Regions from separate parts of the Mus musculus genome. Here regions 2, 3 and 4 are each linked to region 1. Evidence: chromatin contacts called from public Hi-C and HiChIP or PLAC-seq data. All regions are on one chromosome and are shown on one strand. The core of a region is the stretch at or near the end of the contact, and the rest is flanking DNA. Distances in the headings are between cores, read along the strand shown.

Region 1 (2,971 bases), core at 161-2,660:
TAACCAACAGTTACCATCACAGCAATGAGACCTGTAAACGTAGCCAGGCCGACCATTGTGGTGCAGACCTTTAAGCCTCAGCACTTTCAGAGGCAAAAAGAGGTTCCTCTCTGTCAGTTAGAAGCAAGCCTGGCATACAAGCAAATTTGGGGCCAGCTCCAGTTACACACACAGACAACATGGTCTTTTTTACAGATAGAGGAGATGAAACATAGAAAATGGAACAGTGGAGAGCCTTTTGTAGTTTTTCTTGACACAGAAGCATCTTGCCATAGCACAGGCTAGCTTCAGATTTGCCGGATGGCAAGGCTGCCTTGAATTCCTAAACCTCCTTTCTCATCCTCCTGCCAGCTAGGATTCCTCATATGTATGCCACCACACCTAAGTGGGAAAGCTATTTTGAGTTGCATTTAATGTTAATTTTTAAAAATATGTGTACTAGCTAGATGTGACACATGCCTATAATTACCAGTACTTTAGAAGCTGAGGGTACAGGAGGGTCACAAGTTTGAGACTCAAAAGTGAAACTCTTGACTCAGAAAACAAAACTTAAAAATAAAAATGGTGCATTGATTGTTATGGTGAGGTATTTGTTTCTTTTGGAAAGTGTGATATATGACTTATAAAATATGAAACCTAAGCACGATCATATCTGATTAATGTATAAATAAAATGAAATTTAAATTATTACTCTTAACTTAGATTCCAGCTACATATCTGACAGGGGATAAGACTGACTCAGAAGCTGCAAATATTTACCTCCAATTATCCAAAAAAGACCCAATCATCAAGCTTTTGTATGTTACTCCAGAGAAGGTTCGTATTTATCTCACTCTCTTCAGTGTAATATTGCAACGCACTCAAATACATATATTTGAAGAACTTGGTGATAATTTTTATATACATTAATGAATTCTTGTATAACCTTCACTCCAGACCACAGATGGTAAAGTCTTCTCTGCCTCCTGTGTTGTTTGTTCTTTCTCCAGTTTGTTGTGAAACACTTAATTGACAGTGAGTTGCAGATCTGCCATTTTACCTCTCCTTTACCTCACTCTGCATTTCCTGACTGTATAGCACTCCCTTAGGAACCACTGTAATTTACCCGTCAGGAAATGTACAGTGACACATACTGTTACTTAAGCCATTAACCTTTCAGTAATGACCTTTGTAAAAAAGGGAAAAAAAGAAAACCCCTATTTCATCTCCTATCTAAACAGTTTCATTATTTTGACATTTTGAAGCATAAGGGCCAGTTTTGGGGACTGTGCCTCAATTTGAATTTGCCTTGTTTCCTGCTGATTAAATCCCTATTCCTCACGTTGGCAGGGATGCCACAGATGTGCTGTGTGCTATCAGAAGACAGTTGGCAGTGACTCATCCCATTACCAGTGGTGGTCACTGGCCAATCACTCGATCAAAATAGCATTGCCAGGCTGCTGCTCGCTGGGCTTAACGTTTCCTTCCCCTTCCAGCTGCCTAGTGAGCAGTTGCTCTGTTGTAGGAGGTCTCAGACTGTACAGACACCGTGGCAGACATCAGAGCCTCCCCACAAGCTTTAGCATCGTTGATGATTTGTTTCTTATTATTACTATGATGAGTGCCAGGTTGAGTTTACTGATACAATCCATCCTGGCTTTATGAAAGCCTTGCCTGATGCTGCGTATTTATCAGTGTGAACTTGTGGGTTCTTTATTAGTTTAGTAAATTATAATCATTTTCACTATGTATTTTGATGTTCTAATTGCCTATGTTCAACCAGTGAGGACGCTTCATCAACCTGACTTCTGTGTCTTATGTCCCTGTTAAGATATGCTTGTTATTGGCACATAGCTATCTATATGTGTAATACATAGAGTTCTTCCCCAATAGTATGCACATACCAAACACACATCTAAACTCCCGTTATCAGGCTGGCGGTTGCTCATGGGGAATGTGCCTAAGGACCTAGAACCAACCACCTTAACTCTGAATTCACGCATATACATCATTGTGTGCACAGACCCACCCTACACATGCACAAACACAAAATGAATACATGTAAAAAAATGTAAGTCCTGTAACCAGAGTAAACATGTGGTAACTCTCAGAGCTACTAGCCTGATAAGTAAAGCTGTTGGATGTGGATGAGGGCATTGAAGTGTCTGGATTGCCCTTTGCTTTTCTGCTCTCTTCACAGACTGAGGACAGAATCACTCGTGTGTGAGTAGTTCTAACAGGGAGTGACGATATTCATTCAGATGTGTTTACATCTCTCGTGTATCTCTATTCTAGGTCTGTGCAAGTAACAGGCTGATTTCTACTCTGGAGAATCTGTATGAGCGGAAGCTCTTGGCACGTTTTGTCATTGATGAAGCGCATTGTGTGAGTCAGGTAAGTTTCTCTTGGGATATCAGTGTGTTTATACCACCAGTAGTGCTCAGAGCCACAGCACTGAAGAACAACCCACAGTGGCTGACTGATCGCTCTGCTGCTTCACTGGAGAATAAAGTGCATCTTATATATCGACCCGAGAGATACAAATAACCTGAAAGCAACATTTTTTTTCCAATTAGTGGGGTCATGATTTTCGTCAAGATTACAAAAGGATGAATATGCTTCGCCAGAAGTTTCCTTCTGTTCCAGTGATGGCCCTCACGGCCACAGCGAACCCCAGGGTCCAGAAGGACATCCTCACTCAGCTGAAGATCCTCAGACCTCAGGTGTAAGTCGGTGAAGGTTGTGGGTTCCATTTTCTGATTCTGTACATTAGCATCACCTGTAGGGCTTTATCAAGCCAAGTGTCCAGATGTGCCCAAGGACAGCTAAATCAGAATATTTGAAATTGGAAGAATTTTTTTTTTTTTATTCTCAGTGCAGTAAAATTTGGGAACAAAATCTGGGTTTTTTTCTTTACTTAATAAAAGAACAACTCTAGAGCACTCTAGACGGCAGCACACATAAAGGCGCCTGCAGCCAGGGCTGACCGCCT
Region 2 (2,971 bases), core at 278-2,777, 110 kb after region 1:
ATTAGGACAATCAGTCCCCTCCCACTTGGGCTCCCCCCCCCCCATTTTCTTTTCCTTAGCCCTTCTCAGTACCCAGCCTACCTGTCCAGGGGTGCCCCTTGCTCTCCTGCCCACCCCTCACGGCCATCCAGGCTGGTTTTGTAAGATGCTGGGTTGGTGCACAGTGATTTTTTTTTTCCTTGTAATTTAAACAGGCCTGGCATTGTTGGTTCTATTTAATGGACACGAGATAATGTTAGAGGTTTTAAAGTGATTAAACGTGCAGACTATGCAAACCAAGCCCGGTCTCCAGTGTCTATAGCTCTTCTCGGGACCCTTAGCTGTTTGACTGGGGAAGGGTGGGAACTAGGGGCCAGTTTGGCTTAAGTCAGAAGGCTTAAATGCCTCTAAGAGGTCTAGGGCTTCCACTGCTGAGGTCTGAGGGGATCCTGAGTGAACCCAGATCTGTGTGCTCCTTGGTTTTATCATGACATAAGCTAGTGTCACCTGGGAAGAGAAGCTTCAGTTGAGAAGTTGCCTCCATTGGATTGGCCTGTGGGCAAGTCGGTGGAGCATTTTGATACTGGCTGATGTGGAAAGGCCCGGTGTACTGGGGGTGTCTACCTTCCCATACAAAGATCCTGGGGTGCCTGTGAAAGCAAGTGGCCAGCGAGCAGTGTCCTCCGTGGTTCCTGTTTCAGCTCCAGCCCTGACTTCCCTTGGTGGTGGACTCTAATCCTTAAATCAGACAATCTCTCTCTCCAGGCTGCTTTCAGTTCTGGTGTTTATCACAGCTAGCCGAGCTCACCTTTAATCTCAGCATTTGGGAGGCAGAGGCAGGGCATCTCTTCATCTGAGGCCAGCCTGATCTACATAGCAAGTTCTAGGACTACACAGAGAGACCCTTTCTCAAAATAAAAGAAAAAACAAAACAAACAAACAAAAAAAACCCCAGCAAACCAGGATTGAATGGCTGGGGGAACCTGAGTCCCTCATGGGGAAATAATTTCTCCTCAGTTCTATACCCCACGCTGGCCCAGGCTGCCACTGAGACTCAACGCCCTGCCTGAGAGAAAGGGTGCTACCGGAACCCGGGCCCGAGAAGCAGGCCTCTGCTTAGGATTTTGACTTGGAGATTTTATATGCAAATAGTGGCTGGCGCCTGAGGTCTCCTTAGGGAATCCAGAGGAGGGACAGGATTAGGCTTCCTTCCTCTATGTCCCCCTGGCACCCTAGCACGCTGTCAGGATTCACATTAGTCCACACACCCTGGGTGCCCCGGGGGTCCCAACACCCTGCCTGAGGCCTCACCTTGAGTCCATCCCCACTGCATTTTGGGTTCCTTCCCCCGCGTTCGCGGGACCCTGGAGAGTGCCTGGTTCACAGGCCACTCTTCGCATGGCCATTCTTTGCCGGCCTCCTCCTCCCTTCCGTTTCCGTGGCTGAGCTGTCGCTGTAGGCTGTGGCCCAGGGCACGCAGAGTGGGGAGCAGGATGGGGGGGTGGGCTGTGCTCTCTCTTCCCTATAGTGGACCCGCCCCGCGGCCTAGGGCAACTGAAACCACGGAGGAGGAAGCAGGAATCAGGAACTGGCCCGGCAGATTCTGGGCCTTAGTCGGTCCACCGCCACCTACCCCAGGAGCAGCTGCCCGAGAAAGGTAACTCCACCTTCGAGATCCAGGAGTTTATGTGGAACACGGGCAGGGCTGGGCACCGGAAAGGGGCCAGGCGGGTGTTCTGGGAACCTGAAACCTGATGGGGGTGGGGCTAGGATCTTGGGAAGAGCAGGAAAGCCCAGTGATAGGGTTTTTTTTCGGTGGCTCCCGGAGGCCGCAGTCCAGCACTGTTGAAGGCCCTGGGCAGGGCAGGAGTCGGTAACACCCAGGAATGGTGTGGGGGAAGGGTCCTGTTAGGGACCTCCAGTCTGGTTCCTGGAAACAGGACCACTGGCTCTGAAATCTAGTCTAGTACATCGGAAGCAGAAGGGCCAGCCCCAGTCCAGGCTGCTCTCTGCACCTCTTGGTATTTTTTTTTTTTTTCTAAGCAGAACCCCACCCATGTCCCGCCCGCAGCCCTCTTCGACCGTAGCCTCATCTTCCATCACCAGCCGCTTCTTTTGTCTCCACTGAATGACCCGGTTTCTGTCCCCAGGACACCATTATGGGCTTCTCTTCAGAGCTGTGCAGCCCCCAGGGCCACGGGGCAGTGCAGCAGATGCAGGAAGCTGAGCTGCGCTTATTGGAGGGCATGAGGAAGTGGATGGCCCAGAGGGTCAAGAGTGACCGGGAATATGCAGGATTGCTTCACCACATGTCCTTGCAGGACAGCGGAGGCCAGAGCTGGAGCAGCGGCCCCGACAGCCCTGTCAGCCAGGTGAGCTTCCGTGAGCTCTCCCATTCACTTGCCCTCATCACCTCCCCGCTTAGAGGTGGGGTTGGAAAGGATGCAAACCCAGGCTTGCGGGCCATTGCCCTGTTCTTCCCATTTCCCTATCCCACAATGTGCTGTAGTCCTGGGCAGAGATAACAAGCCAGACCGAGAACTTGAGCCGGGTGCTGCGGCAGCATGCAGAAGATCTGAACTCGGGGCCCTTGAGCAAACTGAGCGTGCTGATCCGGGAGCGGCAGCACCTGAGAAAGACGTACAACGAGCAGTGGCAGCAGCTGCAGCAGGAGCTCACCAAGGTAGGCGGGCACCCAGAGGACGCTGTCGCAATAAGGTGCAGTTTTACACAAGAGTGCTTAGGGAAGCAGAAGTCACTGACCGCAGGCCCAGCTCCAGGATGGCCTGTGTGGCCTTGCCGCTGCAGCTTCCTCCTTTCCTCTCACAACTTTGGCTAACTTGCTACAGGGCCTGTTGAGCCACTGTGAGGGACTTGGGGGGGGGGGGCAAGTGTGCTTAGAGTGGACCCCGCCAGGGCCCCAGAGGCCGAATCCTGCCCTGGTCTGAGTCCCAGCAGCTCTTCAGCTACAGGCTGGGTTACAGGCAGCTGC
Region 3 (2,971 bases), core at 195-2,694, 88 kb before region 1:
GGGTTCAGTGAGCACTGTCCTTAGCCACTGGGACACGGGCATCCTAAAGGATCACGTCCACTCAGAGGGACAGATTTTACTTCATCTTTCTGCACCTCTGAAATGAAACAAACACCTTCCATGTCATGATACTGGGTTGTGGGAAGTGAACTTGCACAATTCAAGAATTTAGAATTGTTCCTGGCACCAAGAATTCCATCAGCCGATGTCAGTTTTTTTAAGACCCTGGCTGGCCTGGAGTTCACAGGGATCCTCCTTTGCCTCTGACTCCAGCGCTGGAACTGAAGCCATGCCACACCTGGCAGTCAACATCATTTTTTACAACTATTTGTTACATGAATCTGTCCCTTTGAGGACAATATGTACTGATGCTTAGAGTACTGGGCTTGTACAACACTTGATTTGAAATGCCAAATATTAGCACTGGAGGGTTACTCTAAATGGGCTTCACTGTGCAGCTCTGGAAAGTAAGATTTGCAGTAAGATCTTGGGGCTGTGTCCCCATGTGAACACTAGATGGAGCTGAGGCTGTACGAGTGGTTCTAAGGACAGGGGAAACAACCAAAGAAAGAGAGCCACTTGATCCCCTGGGTCTCTGAAGATTGGCATCAGGAAGGACTGACGCCCACAGTGACAGAAGGCCATCAGCATCCTTAGTGACCACTACCAACGATCAGACACTGCACACCCACGTTCCTTCCAGCAACCTAAAAGAACTGCAGAGAGGCTCAGGGTCACCTATCTGCCAGTGGGCACGCAAGGCCCTGACCCTAAGGAGACTGACTCCACGACCTCCTGCTTTCTGTCTCTGTCCTTGCCATGGCACAGGATTCCCAAGGCTTCAAGCTACATCCTGAAGCCGGGCAAGCTGCTATACACATGGAAGCCGAATGCTTGGGAGGTGGGACAGATGTCCACGGCCAGCCTCAGCTATATGACAAGACTGAAGCCAGCCTGGGCTACATGATACCCTGTCTTAGAAATACATACATATATATACACGTATACATACATACATATATATGGAGAGAGAGAGAGAGAGAGAGAGGTGCTGGAGAGGGAACTCAGTGGTTAAGATCACTGACTGCTCTTCAGAGAACCCAGACTCAATTCCCAGCACCTGCACGGCAGCTCACAACCATTCAAGACTCCAGTTCCAGGGAGCCTATGCCCTTTTCTGGCCTCTGTAGGCACTGGATGCATTTTTTTTAATGTAAAATTTAAAAAAAAAAAAAAGGTGTTTTAAAGGGCTTTACTGGCCTGGGGAAGAAAGTGAAACCCTGAATTGATCTCTACCACTGTCCAGAAAGAAAGAGCCTTGTTTTTATAAATGTGCACATTCATGATCACAGATGCAAAACAGCGCCGAGCCACACCCCTGAGGCTAGGCTTTCAAGTGGTTGGAACCTGGAACTCCTAGAAATCACTGGGGCTGGCTGGTACCCAGGCAGCTTTGGTAGAGAGGTGTGCACCGTGGATGATAGAGAAAGGATCAGCGGTAGGGGAATGCGCCCCAGTAATAGTGTGCTTTTAAGAAAAAAAAATTCTGTTTAACAGAACAAAAGGAAATCTAGATGTGATGGGGAAAGTTACCAAGCCACAAAGAGTCACATGCTTTTTACGTCGCTAATACGTTTTTTCAAAGAACAATACTAAGTGCTTGACTTGTGCTTTTGACAGACTGGGACTGCGGACAGACAGACGGACAGACGGCATCTCCCGAGGACCCGAGTTTAGGAGAGGAAATGAGCTCGTCACCACTTCCGGGCTCCTTCCCCTCCCACATTTTATGAGTTTGAGTTTTCTCATTGTCAAGGCTTGCACTATTTACATCCTGTCCGGTAACCTTCGCTCCCACCATTGTTTGGCCGCTGTTCCGGGTGTGGACTCCGTGCTCTGGCCTGTCCTTGCAGAATGGGCTTCCCACTCCTCATCCCCCACCCATTCCTCCTAAGCCTTTGTCATCAGGGAATCTTTGCCAGAAGGGCTGAGCTAGTCCCAGCCACAGGTGTCTGGATTCTCTGCTGCCAACCTTGAAGGTTTTACAACAGCCTGATTTATGCCTGATGCCTGGGGGAAATTGATAGGGAAAAACAAACAAACAAACAAACAAGAAAAAAAACTACTGTGCTGCTATGCCTCCCAATATAAGTACGGGAGTCCTGACTCGGAGTTGGTGATGGATGGTTGAAGTGTTAGAATTTGGAACTAAAGAAAATAACCGGGCAGTCCTGACTCTGTGTGTGTGTGTGTGTGTGTGTGTGTGTGTGTGTGTGTGTGTGAGAGAGAGAGAGAGAGAGAGAGAGAGAGAGAGAGAGAGAGAGAGAGAGAGAGAGAGATGGTGCTGGAGGCTACTGAGCTGGGAACTGGGAAGTCAGAATTGATTTAGACAGTCCTTGCCTCTGGTTCACATATACCCGTGGGGAAGCAAGACTTCCCCATTGTGATGCACATGCCTGTAGCCTGAGCGCGTTGGAGGTGGAGGCAGGAGGATAGTGAATCTGAGGCTATCCTGGGCTACCTGAGGCTCTGACTCAAAAACAAAAAGGCCAAGAGAAAGAGAAAAATGCATCTCTGGAACTTTCCATTTTCTATTTCTGGGCTGTGATTGCCCACCCCTAACTACAATGGCAACACCATGGATAAAGACAGACTAACTGCTGACAACATGGGTAAGGACAGACTGCTTTTCCCTTGGGAGGGAGCAGGGAGAAAGTTGAATGGTTTTCTGAGTATCAACACGAGCCCCTGAAGTAGGAAATCTTAGCTGCTTCATGAAGCATCTCACAGGAGGGGCCCAAGAGAAGGAGACCCAGGGGCCAGAATCCATGGACACAGCAGCTGTAGGCTAGGCTTTGCAAACTGTCCACCAGTGTCTTCCTGTGATAGCAAAGGACATGCATTGCCCAAACCAGATCCTTCTGGGAGTGAAAAGAAACATCCCGACATCAGCCAGGACCATAGAAGCAAA
Region 4 (2,971 bases), core at 122-2,621, 69 kb after region 1:
CTGTGAGGGTTGAATAAGCGCTGTGAGACTTCAAGTAAGTGGCCACAGGCCACTTCCCCAATTGGGCCTGGGGTAGCAGGTGGAGGATTAGAACTGACCAGCCATTGAGCTAGAGGGCATTTCAAAAATAAGTGTGTGTGTGTGTGTGTGTGTGTGTGTGTGTGTGTGTGTGTGTTTCATTCGTGGATCCAAAGAGTTCCTGGACTGGGCAGGTAACTGGAGGCGCGAGACCCTCCTGGAGCACAAAGCAGAGTAGCTGAAAACTCCGGCTATACTGTCACCAGGCTACACTGTCACCAGGTTCTTGGCCAGGTGAGCTGTGTCAGACAAGACGTGGGTTCTATCTCATCGGGTGGGCCTTAAGTTCAAGCAGAGAGTGATTGGTTACTGCCAACATTTGTGTCAGTCACAAATTGCACCGACATAGCTTGCAAGTAGGTCACCATTGTAGATCACGGGGTTTGTAACTGAGTTGGTGGTTATCTGTCTCCTCTGGCAGCATGCAGAGCACCTTCCAATGCCATGAACACTAGTCAGTAGGAGCAAGGCTCTAATTAGGTGCCAGCTCAACTCCTCTATGTCCTTTGAGATATGGAAGTGTTGTCGTCAGTAATTAGGCCTTACCGTCGGTTTGTAGAGTGCAACCTACAGCCTTGGCAATAGCCTGAGATGGTTGGGGTTTTCATGGGGTCTTGGCCAATGACTCAACAAGATATAACCCATTCCCAGCACTGGAGACTTCACTTGGTGGCAAATGACATGGGGAGGGGGTAATTGTCTCTCCTGTTATTTGGCGACTCTGTTTCTTTCACATATGTATTATAGGAAGTTTCCACAGTAGCAGGGTTCCATATGACCTCAAACACCCCTTAGTGTTAGTTGTCCCTCCCCAGACTCCCTCCCTTACCCCCATCTTCCATCCCTCTCCCCACTGAGTCTCACTTTGTAGACTTGGCTGTCCTTGAGCTCATGGTGATCCTCCTGCCTCAGCTTCCTAAGTGTTGTGCTGACAGGCATGCATGACAACACCTGGCTTAGTTGGTTTTCTCCTGTTCCATTTCTTTGTTTGCGTCTTCCCAGTCCTTCTGCTATTTTGACACAGGCAATGCCACTCTATTCTGAATAATGGAAGCCACCCCTCCTTTATTTCAGATACAGGGTTACGATGTCCCCTCCCCGTCTTCCCTGTCCTCTTGGTGAGCTTTGCCTAACCTGTGCACAAGGTAAACTCACTGAACCCAGCAGATCGTGGGGTGTGGTGACTCAGGCCAGTAAGGCCTGCACTTGGAGAGCAGAGGCAGACAGATCAGCCTCAGCCACAGAGCGAGCTCAGGACCAGCTTGGGTCAGACAAGCAGCCGCCTGAGTCAGAGAGAAAAAGGAAGCCACGTGCCTGTTGCCAATTGCACCACTACTACCCAGGGACCGGGAACTGTCACTTGCTGAGTTCCTGCTTCTGTTTGTATTGTTGCACATGACCCTTGGCAACCGAAGGAGGCCATGGAAGGAGGAAGAGGAGGAGGAGGAAGAGGAGGGAAAGGAAGAAGAGGAGGAGGAGGAGAAACTATTCAGGAGAAGTCACTGACCCAGGCCTTAGAGCTGGCAAGTGATCCCGCAATCAGACCTAGTGCAAGGCCCTAAGAGAACTGCATCCAGCTGATGTGGCAGTAGGCATTTTATAAAGACTTCCTTTCCTTCCTTTTTTGAGACAGGGTCTTGAAGTGGAAACTTAAGGGTTCTTTGGAAAGTTAGTTGGACGGTGTTTTGCTGGATCAAACACATGAAGGGGTGTTTTCCAGAAGTGGACACAGGTGTGAAAGGCTAAGGCAGACTCATGAAGGAACATTGTGCTGAAGCAGACACAGGAGAGAGGATGCTCTGCTAAAGCAAGCACGTGAAAGGAGGAGTGATGAAGCATGATGGAGTCTTTGCTAACAGCACGCATGCATTGCTCTGCCTTACACTGAGCAGTTGAGCTACATTTGCTGGGACACCAAAGAGAGAAACCACGGAAAAATTTTTGGTGGTGTGCTGCAGTTTGTTGCTGCTTCTGCAGACTTGGGCTGATTGGATGGACGTGCTGAGGCAAGACATGTGGAAGACGTGATGTTTGGAGGTATAAATAGGACTCCATGGTGACAGAGACAGCTTGGCTTGCTGGGACAGCTAGCAGTGCAATGCTTGTGGCTCTTGCATCTTCAATGATCTTCACTTCCCTGAGAGATGCACAGACGAGAGCTTCTCTGGGGGTTCCTGTTGGTTCCTCCTCTTGACTCAAGCCTAGGCTAAGGCCTGGCTGTCTCTGCTAGGTTGTGTCACCACTGTTGCTAACCCGACCTACTGAACCGGACTGCTGGTGTATCTGTGAGGTGTTTGTGAGTGGATGGAGCTGTCACTACTGACTCTGGGAACTGAACTGCTGATTTCCAGACAATACAGATGGGAGTTGCTCCCAAGATCCTTTCTAAACAGGTCCACTTCCCCCACCCCCACCCCCACACACCATATCCTTTTTTTCCCACTACCTCTGGTGGGTGGTGGCTTACAAGGAAGGTTAAAGTGTTTAAGAACCACCATTAAAAATAGGATTTGAAACAATTAAAGTTACAAGGTCTCACTGTGTAACCCTAGCTGGCTACCCTCAAAGTTACAGAGATTGCCTTTCAAGGGCTGGGATTAAAGGTGTGTGCTACCAGGCCAGGTACCAAGGTCATGAAAAGCTAGGCTGGGGTTACTGTCACCACACTGACTTATTTCCCCCTGAAACAAGGTTTTTTTCTCTGTGTAGCCCTGGGTGTCTTGGAACTCACTCTGTAGATCAGGCTGACCTCAAAGTCATAGAGATCCACCTGCCTCTGCCTCCTGAGTGCTGGGATTAAAGGTGTGCGCCACCATAGTTGGCTAGGTGCTGTACTCCTCATTTTTTTGGTGTATGGTATAGGTGCTTTTCCATGCATTTACGTCTGTGCAGC

Evidence for each region. Hi-C and Micro-C count contacts between places; a contact is called where the count stands out from the background. HiChIP or PLAC-seq counts read pairs in DNA pulled down with a chosen protein or histone mark.
Region 2: a Hi-C map of the HPC-7 cell line shows a contact between it and region 1, with 5 times the contacts expected there. The contact joins the promoter of Fes here to the enhancer-like site in region 1. A contact is called at or near these places in 16 of 39 promoter capture datasets (the 3T3-L1 cell line, the C10 cell line, the HPC-7 cell line and 12 more), 1 of 15 datasets of contacts at CTCF or cohesin (CD8 T cells), 13 of 484 Hi-C or Micro-C datasets (the C2C12 cell line, the G1E-ER4 cell line, the HL-1 cell line and 8 more), 12 of 115 datasets of contacts at active chromatin or transcription factors (CD8 T cells, the HPC-7 cell line, acute myeloid leukemia and 5 more) and 3 of 9 other capture datasets (adipose tissue, liver and pancreatic islet).
Region 3: an H3K27ac HiChIP or PLAC-seq map of the HPC-7 cell line shows a contact between it and region 1, with 6 times the contacts expected there. The contact joins two enhancer-like sites. A contact is called at or near these places in 3 of 15 datasets of contacts at CTCF or cohesin (CD8 T cells, large pre-B cells and pro-B cells), 25 of 484 Hi-C or Micro-C datasets (the AML12 cell line, the G1E-ER4 cell line, bone marrow-derived macrophages and 12 more), 9 of 115 datasets of contacts at active chromatin or transcription factors (CD8 T cells, the HPC-7 cell line, the SCID.adh cell line and 5 more) and 4 of 9 other capture datasets (adipose tissue, embryonic stem cells, liver and 1 more).
Region 4: a contact with region 1 is called in a Hi-C map of the HPC-7 cell line, with 2.4 times the contacts expected there. The contact joins two enhancer-like sites. A contact is called at or near these places in 1 of 15 datasets of contacts at CTCF or cohesin (CD8 T cells), 4 of 484 Hi-C or Micro-C datasets (CD4 T cells, the HPC-7 cell line, bone marrow-derived macrophages and 1 more), 6 of 115 datasets of contacts at active chromatin or transcription factors (CD8 T cells, the HPC-7 cell line, bone marrow-derived macrophages and 2 more) and 3 of 9 other capture datasets (adipose tissue, liver and pancreatic islet).

What each region holds. Positions count from the first base shown.
Region 1 is chr7:80,493,835-80,496,805 of GRCm38.p6, reverse strand. Blm (Bloom syndrome, RecQ like helicase) reads left to right here. Exons shown (of 22, transcript NM_001042527.2): 10 at 703-816; 11 at 2,275-2,373; 12 at 2,556-2,704. Among named protein-coding and RNA genes, the nearest start is that of Blm, 40 kb to the left of the region's middle. Within about 2 kb of position 1,410, at least 38 of the 459 cell types and tissues checked have an H3K27ac peak or open chromatin away from gene starts, as enhancers often do. A contact at or near this core is called in the G1E-ER4 cell line, the HPC-7 cell line, acute myeloid leukemia and 4 more, where this site is marked.
Region 2 is chr7:80,386,502-80,389,472 of GRCm38.p6, reverse strand. It overlaps Fes (feline sarcoma oncogene), which reads left to right and starts at 1,527. Exons shown (of 19, transcript NM_010194.2): 1 at 1,527-1,636; 2 at 2,130-2,351; 3 at 2,489-2,662. The coding sequence starts at 2,139. It overlaps Furin (furin (paired basic amino acid cleaving enzyme)), which reads left to right. Exons shown (of 16, transcript NM_011046.3): 16 at 1-279.
Region 3 is chr7:80,581,809-80,584,779 of GRCm38.p6, reverse strand. No RefSeq gene overlaps it. Among named protein-coding and RNA genes, the nearest start is that of Gm42398, 27 kb to the right of the region's middle. Within about 2 kb of position 1,444, at least 113 of the 459 cell types and tissues checked have an H3K27ac peak or open chromatin away from gene starts, as enhancers often do. A contact at or near this core is called in the G1E-ER4 cell line, the HPC-7 cell line, bone marrow-derived macrophages and 1 more, where this site is marked.
Region 4 is chr7:80,424,956-80,427,926 of GRCm38.p6, reverse strand. No RefSeq gene overlaps it. Among named protein-coding and RNA genes, the nearest start is that of Gm44851, 22 kb to the right of the region's middle. Within about 2 kb of position 1,371, at least 69 of the 459 cell types and tissues checked have an H3K27ac peak or open chromatin away from gene starts, as enhancers often do. A contact at or near this core is called in the HPC-7 cell line, bone marrow-derived macrophages and microglia, where this site is marked.